Regions from separate parts of the Ovis aries genome. Here region 2 is linked to region 1. Evidence: chromatin contacts called from public Hi-C data. All regions are on one chromosome and are shown on one strand. Each heading gives the region's core, a stretch centred on a gene start, on an enhancer-like site or on the middle of the called end of the contact. The rest is flanking DNA. Distances are from core to core; before and after follow the strand shown.

The links. Hi-C and Micro-C count contacts between places; a contact is called where the count stands out from the background.
Region 2: a Hi-C map of muscle shows a contact between it and region 1, with 5 times the contacts expected there. The contact joins two enhancer-like sites. A contact is called at or near these places in 9 of 16 Hi-C or Micro-C datasets (blood, liver, mixed tissues and 4 more).

The regions. Positions count from the first base shown.
Region 1 is chr2:25,927,222-25,932,827 of ARS-UI_Ramb_v3.0, forward strand. No RefSeq gene overlaps it. Among named protein-coding and RNA genes, the nearest start is that of TRNAG-CCC, 7.3 kb to the right of the region's middle. Within about 2 kb of position 4,065, at least 5 of the 54 cell types and tissues checked have an H3K27ac peak or open chromatin away from gene starts, as enhancers often do.
Region 2 is chr2:26,747,122-26,753,681 of ARS-UI_Ramb_v3.0, forward strand. No RefSeq gene overlaps it. Among named protein-coding and RNA genes, the nearest start is that of TRNAS-GGA, 8.6 kb to the left of the region's middle. Within about 2 kb of position 2,925, at least 1 of the 54 cell types and tissues checked has an H3K27ac peak or open chromatin away from gene starts, as enhancers often do.

The DNA.
Region 1 (5,606 bases), core at 2,815-5,314:
AGGAATTTGGACAGAGAGACATGCACACCAGGAGATGACTTGTGAACCTGAAGACGGTCTTTTACAGACCAAGGAGAGAGGCCTGGAGCAGATCCTTCCCTCACAATCTTAGAATGAACCAAGCAGGTCCACAGTTTGACCTTGAACATCCAGCCACCAGGGCTGTGAAGCAACACGTTTCTGTTGTTAAGTTGCTCAGTTTGCAGTGCTTTGTTGCAATGGTTCCAGGAAGCGACCACGAGCATCCTCAGGGAAACCCAGGGTCCGGCGGCCTGCCCGCACTAGGTGCCCTTTCTCTCTGTGGAGCTAAATGAGTGCCAGGGAGACCCGGGAGGGGGGCAAGTGGCTCCCAGTCACCTTTCTCCATGACCCGGGCTCATGGATCACACAGATCTGGCTGAAAGGCAGATTCTGAGGCAATGGGACTGGGAAAGCACACTTCATGCCTCCCAGCTCCCAGGTGAGGCTCATGTGGCCCCAAGTGGAATAACAAGAGGCCCCGGCTCTGGCGGTTGACCTGCTGCCCTCCAGCCTTGCCTGCAGGGGTATGCAGTGCTGGTCTCCTTGGGTCTGGGCTGTGGCCTGGGTGTTGACAATGTTTAAAGGCCGGTTGGGTGAGTCTGATGTGTGGTCTCTGGGAGGAACAGGCTCCCAGGGTGTTTGGGGCGGGGTGGTCGGAGCAGAAGCACTTCTAGTTCTGTGGGGCCTGAATCCGGTGCAGCCTGGGAACCACTTGTAAGAACAGATAAGTATGGATACACTGAGAAGGTCCAGAAGGGAGAGCACAGTCTCATGCCCTGGGGTCAAAATGTGTAACTTTCAATTCCCTGGTGGCTCAGACAGTAAAGAATCTGCCCACAATGCGGGAGACCCAGCTTCGATCCCTGGATTGGAAAGACCCCCTGGAGAAGGAAATGGCAACCCATCCCAGTATTCTTGCCTGGAGAATTCCATGGACAGAGGAGCCTGGCAAGCTATAGTCCGTGGGGTCGCAGAGAGTCGGACACGACTGAGCGACTGACGTGTTCACTTTCACTTCATTAGAACACAAGGTTACATGAGCAAGTCATTGAGGTCCTGGGGTGCCAGGACCCCAAGTCATCGCCTCCTTGTGCTGGGGTGGGTGGGGCAGAGAACAAGGCCCATCCTGACCATTTTCAGCTATACAGTGACCCCCTCTCTGGTCACAAGTGGAGCCACAGGGAGGAGCTCCCAGGACTGAGCCTGAAGCTATCCCAGAGGGAAGCCCAGGGCCTGGAGGCATATCTTGAGTTCCCAGGGGCCCCATTTCAGCCAGAGGGTAGTTTAAGACCCACGAAGCTTCCTGGCACAGGCGGACATCCTGAGGGACGAGGGACATCACCTTGTCCAGGTGGGCTGTCCAGGTCTGTGCAGGTCCGGCGTTTGGCCCTCCTGGGACAGCTCTGCTGGGCCACACGAGCCCCATGGGAAGGCGGCTGTGGCCCTGCCTCTCTCTACTCCTCATGTGGAACCCATGCTCTAGCTGATAAACGCTTGCCCTGACGTTTCCTTAGAGTCAGCTTCTCAGAGGATCACCTGCTGCCAGGCTCTTTCCAAATAACCCAGTGCCCCCGGGAGCTGTGGGCATGTGAACTGCTGGGAGTCAGAGGACATTGCACTTCAGATGCTGACAGCTGTGGCCCGACTGTCTCCAGGACTCCACCACTTTCTCAGTGAGGGTGCTTGGCCTGACCCCTCCTGCTCCCTGCAGCACCAGGCAGGTTCCTGATCCCTGAGCCAGAGGAGACCGGACTCTGTCCCCACAGAGTCCACAAGTCTGCAGGGGTCGGGGTCAGGGTCACAGGCAGGAGGGCAGTACCAATCCACCGGGTACCAATCACCCTGGGTCCCAGCACCCAGACCAGCACAGGGTCAGAACACAGTGCTGTGTAGCTGAGGACATCTGTGGGCAGGTAGCAGCAAAAGTGCAGGGTCCTGAGAGTCCTGAGAGTCCTTTGAGAAGGCAGGTGCCATCGCTGTGTACCCGCGTGTCTGCTTCTGTGTCCCTTCAAGGCCCATGGGCTCAGAAATGCTGACCTTAGAGGAATATTCTCACTCAGAGAATCTGTGATTCAGCTGACTCGTGGCTCAGATGGTAAAGAATCTGCCTGCAATGTGGGAGACCCAGGTTTGATCCCAGGGTCAGGAAGATCCCTTGGAGGAGGGCACAGCACCCCACTCCAGTATTCTTGCCTGGAGAATCCCATGGACAGAGGAGCCTGGCAGGCCAGAGCCCATGGGGGTAGCAAAGAGTTGGGCACAACTGAACAACTAACACTTTGTTTCAGACATGATTATATTTGCATAAAGAAATACTTTTACTATGGGTCCATGCCTCCAATAGCCTGGCTAGGAACTGCTACCCCCAACCTAGGCCCCCCTGCCTCCAGGTCAGGCAGAGAAATGGGAACCATCTGAGGTACTCCACTATGATCTCTGAACAGCTGTGTTTAACAGCCTAGAGACCCACGTTCACGGCCACAGATCCTTTATCTGCCCCCAGCATTCACCCCAATTCTGGCCAGTCAGACAGTGGGCATGGCAGTGGTGGTGGTGGGGAGACAAGATGTCAGAAGTCACCTGGACAAAAGGGGGCTCTGCTAGAATCCAGGATTCCTTCCCCCCTGCTCCCCTATGTCTGGCCCATCCCATACGGCCCCAAAAGCTTTTCACAGACAGAGCCAGCCACAGGGAGACACAGAATTGCTGGGAGCTGGGGGAGGTCAGGCTCACCTGGAGAAAGTGCCCAGGCATTGATAGTTGGTGTCAAACAGCTGCTGTGTTTACCTGGTGCTGGGCATGGGCCGCGCAGGTGGGCAGCAGGCAGGTAAAGGTACTGAAAGGGGTTTCCCAAGACCCTCACCCACCCGGACAAGGGAACAGTGACAGGGTAGACAGGCAGGTCTGCCCAGGGCCATGTCCCCACAAGCTGCGGCTTCCTGGCTCTCATCAGGGCCTCTCTGTGTGGGTTTGTTCAGCCAGATCTGAGGAGGGATTGTGCCCAGTCCAGCCACTGTGTTCTGGCTTTGCCCTATGACCCCACAGAGCCTTAGTCATCACAACCCCAAGGTCATCATTCTAAACCAGAACTGTAGGGCCTCAGGGTGGAGCCCCTCTGCTCTCCAGCCCCCTCCCAAGTGAAAGAGCTCAAGGAAATTGTGAAATTGGACCAGGCCCCAGTTCCCTCTGCGTCTCTCACAGGTGCCTGGAGAAAGCCACCTCCTCCCTGGTGCAGCTTTAGCTGCTAAATCAGTGATAATCATCCCACCTGTACAGAGGGCTTCTTGGGGAGGAGGTGATGGGAAGTCTGATCAGGGCAGGAAGCAGGAAGGGAACCGGGTGTGCGACCCAGGGTTCCCCCCACCCAGAGTCCACCACCCCTTGGTCCACAAGCCTGTCTGTGGACTGTTTCTCAAGCCATCTGAGAAGCCCACAGGCGCCAGCCCCGGGGCCACCCAGGAATGGGGTAGCATCTCTGTGCAGTTCATGTTCAGGGAGGCACCCACAAGTGTTAGCTGCTCTGAAGCCACCACGTGACAACCTGGTGAGGTCGTTCTGGGCTGCTGGGCACCCTCTTACAATGACCTAGTGAACTAGGGGTGCCAGGGCAGAACAAAGATCCCCAAGTGAGCCATCTTCCTGAAACGGAAGATTAGGGGTCCGGTCCTCCTGAATCTAATGGTGCAGTCCTAACCTGCTGGGGCTCAGTCAGCCTGTGCTAGGGCCAAATCCAGGGTAATTTCTGAGACTTAGAAGCCTCCTCTCCAAGCAAAAACCTTGCCATGTGCTGCAGGGGGTGGGGCGGGGGGAAGTGGGGGGTTATTTCATTGGATTGAACCCCTTTGAAGAGATGGGAAGTGAGGAAAAGAAGGGAAAGACAAAGATGGGAGGGATGACCATCCCATCGAGTCAACATAGGCAGTCTGACCAGACCATGGCAGAAAGGCAGCAGGCTCCCTGGCTCCCTCCCAGGAGCATGGCTGACCGGGGCGCCCTTGGCTGCAGGACAAACACCCAGCGGGGCCGCTCCCCCAGCGGCCACTAGGTGGCAGCGCAACACCTAGGAGAGTTCACCAGTCTTGGAGGCAGCAATTTGCAAGCCTGCTGGCGAAGTGACTCCAGTCCTGTCTTGACTCTTTGCGACGCTGTGGACTGCAGCCTGCCAGGCTCCTCTGTCCATGGAATTCTCCAGGCAAGAATACTGAAGTGGGTTGCCGTGCCCTCCGCCAGGGGATCTGCCTGACCCAGGGATCGAACCCTCCTCTTTTAGGCCTACTGGGTTCTTTACCACTAGCGCCACCTGGGAAGCCCCAGAGGCAGTGATTTAGGTTCCGCCTATTTCCACAACGGAGAAGGCAATGGCACCCCACTCCAGTACTCTTGCCTGGAAAATCCCATGGATGGAGGAGCCTGGTAGGCTGCAGTCCATGGGGTCGCTGAGTCGGGCACGACTGAGCAACTTCACTTTCACTTTTCACTTTCATGCATTGGAGAAGGAAATGGCAACCCACTCCAGTGTTTTTGCCTGGAGAATCCCAGGGATGGGGGAGCCTGGTGGGCTGCCGTCTGTGGGGTTGCACAGAGTCGGACACGACTGAAGTGACTTAGCAGCAGTATTTCCACAAAAGCCTGAAAGTCAACGACAGGTTGCAGTATTGGAAACCACATTTTGGCTGGTAAAAAGATGTAGTGAGTGATTTACTTCAAATGTAAGTGGTTAGCAGCTGGCTACTCTATTCAGGGAAGCAATTTCTAATCTGCCATTAGATATTGACCAGTAGAGGGAATTTGAAAGGCTTCTTTAAGTCCTCTTGTAAAGATCTGCCTGGCTCGCGTTCATTCCTGCTGGCCTGACCTTGAGATGAGCTCATTTTGAGGTGGGAAGCTGAATGGTTGAGGTGGAAGGGTCCCTCATTCACGCCTGTTCTTCCCCAGTCTAGAATTTTGGGAACTAAAGGACTCACCACATATTCCTGGAGAAGGCCACTCAGACTTCAGAAATACTCAGATTGCTTAATTCAGGCTTGTATAGTCCAAGCCTTTGATTAAAAGAAATCTATAAACAATGTATTTGCTATGTAGTCAGCATGGTTTGGATGCAGGTTCTAAGGGGGTAACACAAAGGGTCCCCAGGTCTAACCCACCCTGTTTTACAAGGGGAGCAACTAAGTCCCCAAGATGGGTGTGGTTAGAGCCTGTGGAGTTCATAAATACTTACTCGGAGCTCTTTCTATTCCACCCAGGTCACCGATCGTCAGCAAGTGGAGGAAATCCCACTGCAGGGCTGAAATATCGTTTCCTGATTCCCAGACATGGAGCAAAGCCAAGGATGAGCTGCCTCCTTGACACACCCCCAAATATCTGAGAAATGTCAAGAGTGACAGATCACCCTTCTAGGTTGGTGTTTCTACATTTTCTCTTACTTCCTTCTAGTTAACTGACTCCTGATCTGCGGATAACATTCACACAGAGGGCAGGGATTTAGACCCTAAACAAATGTGCTTTGTGGTCCAGTTTCCCCTGCACTTGGGCACACCACCATGAAGAATTTCAAGTGACCCACTTGGGAGCTGAGTCCAAGCCCT
Region 2 (6,560 bases), core at 1,675-4,174, 820 kb after region 1:
CTGGGTTAAGAGCCCAGGCACTCTGAGTTGAGTCTTTGCCTAGAATCACAGGCTGTAGTTAGGATAGTGACCAGCGATGAATTCTCATCAGATGCTTGCTTGGGGAAGCTTCCTTGAAGTTGTAGGACTCACAGCAGATCACTTCTTCAAGGCCAGCAATGGCGAGAGAGATTAGAGCAAGTCTTCAAGCAACAGGGTCTTGAACGATGTACCTCATCGCAGAGCAGCAGCTCACCACTTTGGCCGGACTGGATCAGTTGCAGCTAAGCCTGAGGTCCTGCCTACCCCCAGGTGGAGAGTATCATCAGGCTCCTCCACCCATGGGATTTTCCAGGCAAGAGTACTGGAGTGGGTCGCTATTGCCCTCTCCAATACAGAGATGAATACACCGATGAATGGGATCATGGTGGGGGTGGGGTATGGGGAGAAGATGCGAGAACCTAGACCTGTCTGTCACCGTGGTCATCATATCTCATTTCCAAGCTTAAAAAAAGGAAAAATGGTAAGTATTTCTTCAGTTCAGTTCAGTCGCTCAGTCGTGTCCGACTCTTTGTGACCCCATGAATTGCAGCACGCCATTAAATACACCTTATTTCAGAAAATAAAGCTAGAACGAATTCAAGATGTCTCATCTACCTGATCACAGTGATTCCCCCAGGTCAGTGCTGAAGACTGGGTACCTTGCGCACCAATTAAGAAGTTTGCGACGCTGCATTTCGTAACAAAGTTAAGAAATGCTGGGGAGTTCTGAAAGAATAAAAGATAAATGACAGTATCCATGACACAATTCCTTAAGATTGCATTACCCTGCCTTATGTGTTAAAAACAGACTCATTTTGTAGATAAAAGTAAGCTTCTTAGGAATTAAATATCTGCTGATGGATTGCCTAGGACTGTAACCCCCTGAGGGTCTGAATTCCTTTTGAGGTCTCTATCAGGAGCGAGGGAAAAGAGCACTGGTCGTGTGGCCTTACAAGCAACGCAGAGGTATTAACACAACAAAAAGATGGCATTCCTCTGTTTTATGCATGACAGGGAAGACAGTACTCTAGACACTTCTTCAGATGTTGTCCGCACATATACATGTTACCCATACATGTTACACACACATGTGTGTTACGGAGGCGGCACTTCATTAGTAGAGAATATATGAGTCTGGACATTAAAATATGGATCTGAGCTTGATAATGCCATCAAGAACTTGTGTCTTTGGAGCTTTCCGCTCTGTTTTCATGCTGCTGATTCAACCTAAAATGGCTTCCATCATGATCTCAAAATTCTTGCCAACAGTTCCTGGGGCTCCACATATTTTTGATCACATTCATTGGGAAGGGTGAGAGGAGAATCCTTGCCAGGATTTCTGGAAAGCTGGTTGGTGTAGTTTGAAATATTTGTCCATTCCTGGGCTAATCCCACTGTGACTGCTTAACCCAGGTCACTCACTCCACTCCTAAATCCAACGGTGGAGCCAGCTTCTCTAGAACCACATGGATTTCCCCTTCTAGAACCACTGATGCTCTGGGATAGTGGGAAGGAGAGGTGGGTAATGGATGCCAGGGAGACTGTCAACAATTTTTCCCTAAAGCGTGGTAGCAGGGTGATAGGAAGCTGGCAGGTTGTGCTTATCTGACCTCTTCCTCCTAATTGCCTGTACAGTGGACATAAAAGAACAAAGAGTTAGTAGAACCTGAAGCCACGGGTTGGAGCAGGGTCTCCACAAGGAAATACAAATACAAATACAAAGTGGGATGGTTGCTGAAAACCAAGAGCAGAGGCGTCTTTGCCTTGCCTTGAGAACTAGAGCAGAGACCAAGCATCCACCATCCCTTGACTGATCAGCCAGCAGGGACCCAGAAACCACTGTGGGAGAGGTCACTTCTTAGAAGCTGCCTAGTTTCAGAGGATCTCTGTGGGGTGCCCATCCAGCTGGGCAGTTGCCTGGAGACCCACATTGATCCTGTCTCTGTTTTGGGGACAGAGTTACTCTTTCCCCTGGGAAGATAGGAGAGCTCAGTGGTTTGTCCCTCTGCATGAGAGTTGGTTGACTGCCACTCAGAGAGACCAGAAACTTGTTTGCCTTTTACCTCACACAGGTTTGCTGTTGCTTAAGAGTTTCTTGCAGCTTTTCCTAATGGCCAATGAGATGGAGTCACGAAGCATAGAAGAGGGAAGAAAGAAGATACTCACTGCCAAGGTCTCAGTCACCAGAGAGAAGAAACCAAGGCAGCAGACACATCAAACTGGTGCCTCCCACTTGGGAAGACAGAACTGGAAGAGTCGGGTGAGAATGTTATCCACGCACTAGTAAGAATTCTCAAGGAGCTTCACCAAAAGCATGAAATGAATTTGTAAAGACATGATTTTCAAAATCCAATACATGAGTGTTCATGTATTTGTTCAGATCTTCCATAAAAGACCAAGTGGAATGATTATCTCAGAACATAAAGCAAAAATACAAAGAGGGAAATCATGAGGAGAAAGAGGAGACTTGGAGGATGCGACCAAGGAGACGGAACGTGTGACGAGAAAATAATTCGACAAGAAACAGGACATGTGAAGAAGAGCTATTGCAGCAAACGGGAAAGAATCCTCTCATCCGAATGAAGAGTCAGACCAGCAACTGGCAGGACCGACTTGTCTTAAGCGATATTAGTACTCTGCCATGTGCCCTACTTTGTAGAAGGCACGTGCTCAATGTTATGGGCTAAATTGGGTCCCCCTCCAAGTTTGTATGTTAAAGTCCTGTCTCCAAGGACCTCAGAATGTGACTTTACTTGGAAACAGATTTGCTGCTTTTCTAATTAGTTAAGACGAGGTCATAGGGAGTAGGGTGGGCCAGTATGACTTGTGTCCTCGCAAAATAGGAATATACGGACACAGATACAGACATGAATAGCAGGAAGACGGTGTGAACACACAGTGGGAAGGTGGCCACCTACAAGCCAAGGAGGCAGGCCTGGAACACACCCTTCCCTCGCATCCCTCAGAATGAACCAACCCTGTCCCCATCACCATCTCAGACTTCCAGCCTCCAGAACTGTGAGGAAATGAATTCTTGGTGAAAACCAGCCCAGACTGTGGTTCCTTGTGTTGGCAGCTATAGCAAACCAATCCATGTGGCTCTAGCCCGAGGAAATTGGTAAATTAGAACAAAAAAAAATCTTAGGAGCACACAGAAAGAAAAAATAGATTATTAAAAGAAAAAAATCAGAGTAGCATACAGCTTGTTTCCATCAACAGTCCTTTTTAAAGGATTAATTAATCACACCCGTGGCCCTTTACTCCTTCCAGTTTGTTCTGCCTCTCCACCCACGCATCCCTGGAGACCTCCTCTGGCAGCAGCTCCTGGACTGCATGCAGTGAGAGATCTGGTGTGTGCATGCTTGTGCGTGCTCAGGCACTCAGGCGCATTCGCCTCTTTGACCCTATGGACTGTAGCCCACCAGGCTCCTCTGTCCATGGGGATTCTCCAGGCAAGAATACTGGAACGGGTTGCCATCCCTTCTCCAGAGGACCTTCCCAACCCAGGGATCTAACCCAAGTCTCCTATGTCTCCTGCGTTGCAGGCAGATTCTTTACCCACTGAACCACGTGGGAAACTGGGAAGACTGGGTGGGCTTCAGTAAAAAGTCTTGCATCTAACCCTTCCCCCCCTTTCCCAACAATCCTCCTCCTCTCTGGGACCCTTAACCAACACATCAGCCTCTTGCGTTTTTGATCTACACTCACTCCTTTAATGACATCTCCAGTGTCATAGCTTGGGGTGCATCTAAGTGTTACTGGCTACCAAATATATATTTCTAACCTAGACTCCTATTCTGAATTCCTTCCATGTTGTGGAAATGCCTATAAACAGTGAAATGGTGGTGCCAACGGACAAGGCAGGTATGGGCATTCTACCCGCAGGACACATCAGTGATGTGTGGATGGTGGGATTCCAGGTCTCCATGAGTCTGATTTTCTCACCAGGGAAGAAATGAAGGAAGTCAGTTCTTAATGTCTGTGTTCTTAATGTCTGTGATATCAGAAGAAGATGGCCATCTTCAGTTTTCTGAGATGGTGATCAGATTGTCAGAGAATAGAGTCTGTCGGTCTCTACTTTGGGAACTGTATTCAGGTTAACTTTGTTGTGAATTACATTGACTGATCATTGGAATGTGCCCTAAGATTACACCCCGCATAAGGAACAAATTTTCAAGTCTGTTAGCTCAAGTTGGGATTGTGTTCCTAAGGTGCCTTGTGTTTGCTTATGTTTTTGACTTACTCTTTTAGGTTCTAAAAGATACATTTACTTTTCCCACAATGGCTATTTATTCCTGGAATTTGTTGCTCTGAGTATTTATCTGCCATGCTTGGTGTGTAAACATCTGTGGCTTTCCTGACTTTTTCACGAATCCCCACATCTCTCTGAGTTCTTTCGCCTTAAATCCCACAGTGGCTCAGCGGTAAAGAATCTGCCCACAATATGGCAGACGCAGGAGGTGCAGGTTCAGTTCTTGGGTTGGGAAGATCTTCTGGAGGAAGGCATGGCAACCCACTCCAGCATTCTTGCCTGGAGAATCCCATGGACAGAGAAGCCTGGCAAGTTACAGTTCATGGGGTCGCAGAGTCGGACACAACTGAAGCGACTGAGCACATTTTGCATTCACAGTGACCTCCATCTATTTTTATTTTTAATCAATCTTGTTGACCTTAGACAAATCACTTCACCTTCCTGTGGGAAGGACTGAGCGGGCTGAGGATCCCTGCCCGAGGAGCAGAGTGGACACTCCTGGCTGTGTTTGGACGATCATCTGCCTTTTAGCAACATAAGTCACTGAGGAGTTAACCTCTGAAGGAATGCCAGTAATCAATAAGCACCCCGTGTCTAGTGTCAATATAGACTTTTTATATCTATATATACTTTTTAACCAGAATGAAAACTAATACAGAGATTCTCCCTTGATGTGTGGAGGCCACCTTGAAAATTTCTATACTTTAATTCCATGGCATTTATCCTAGGTTTGGTTCAATTTATGTGCATTTGAATTCATACAGACCTTGACCGAGACCCCTGGCCACAGAGCCTTGTGAGTGACAGCTTTATTACTTGGCAGCACTTCAAGTCAAGAGGTGAGGGGCTTTTGGTGAAACTCTGTTCCCCGCCCCCGTTTCCATCCACGGGCATAGATATTGTGAGAAGATAATCACTATGGGGAAGAGGAAAGCGGAAGGATATCAGAATAGACCAGACTGGAGAGGCAAACAAAAGTGGACCCTGAGAAAAGCGGGAGAGCAGACAGATGTGTAGCTCAGCAAGAGCCCTGTGGGGGATGGCGAGGCAGCCAATCACATAGGAGCGGTGGCCGGTCAGTTTAATGCATGAGAGTGTTTACCGAAACATTTACCCTTGCATTTGGGCTTCCCTGTAGCTCAGTTGGTAAAGAATCTGCCTGCAATGCAGGAGACACAGGTTTGATTCCTGCGTTGGGAAGATACCCCGGAGAAGGGAATGGGAACCCACTCCAGTATTCTTGCCTGGAGAATCCCAGGGATAGAGGAGCCTGGCAGGCTACTGTCAATGGGGTCGCAGGAGTCAGACACGACTTAGGCACTAAACCACCACTATACTTCCATTTAGAAAGAACTTAGTACTAGAAAAGTCTAGCAGTGGACAATCTCACTAGAAATTTGCCAGGAGGACTTTAAGAAAGAAAATCAGTTGCAAAGCAAAGAACTGCATCCAGAAGTGAACAGCGACGCATGTGTGTGAGTGTGTGTGCACACCCACGTGTGGTATCAAGCCATCCTCGAGACTCAAAGCTAATGGGAAGGGGAAAGAAGGGAGGGAGGGACGCAGAGAGACAACGGCCTCTTTGAATTATGAAACTTGGGAAAGGAATTTTAGGAGGCCTTCCTACTACCTTCCCGGATCCCACATCATCTTTTCTCTTGATTTCCTCCTCCTTCTCTTGATTTCACATCCTTAAGTGACTTCTAAGCAAAGGTTAGAAATGAGATTAACACTCTGGATCCTCACTCCAGTCTGTCCTGACACGATGGGAATAGAAGTCCTTCTGCACCTTACCAAGGACCATGCTGGGCATTGCACGGGAAATGTCATCTTCACCCCATTGTCTATAGCGAGTCCATTCTAGCACCAGATTTAATGATCTTGCCTAGCAAAGTCTAAAACTCACCTAGTCCCCACCCCACTGTTGGGGACACAACAGTGAATAAAACAGGAGAAAACCCCTGCCCTGTGTCTTTACCTCTTGTGATCCTACCTTTGCAGGTTTGGAATGAGGGCCCCTGGGGCACACTTTTCTCCATTGATTTACGTTTATATTTATATCCTGGCTTCTTAAAATTGGGCTTCCCTGGTAGCTCAGACAGTAAAGAATCTGCCTGCGATGCAGGAGGTCAGGGTTCAATCCCTGGGTTGGGAAGATCCCCTGGAGAAGGGAATGGCAACCCACTCCAGTATTCTTGCCTGGAAAATTCCATGGACAGAGGGGCCTGGGTGGGCTACAGTCCATTGGGTCACAAAGAATCAGACACGACTGAGCGACTGACTGAGT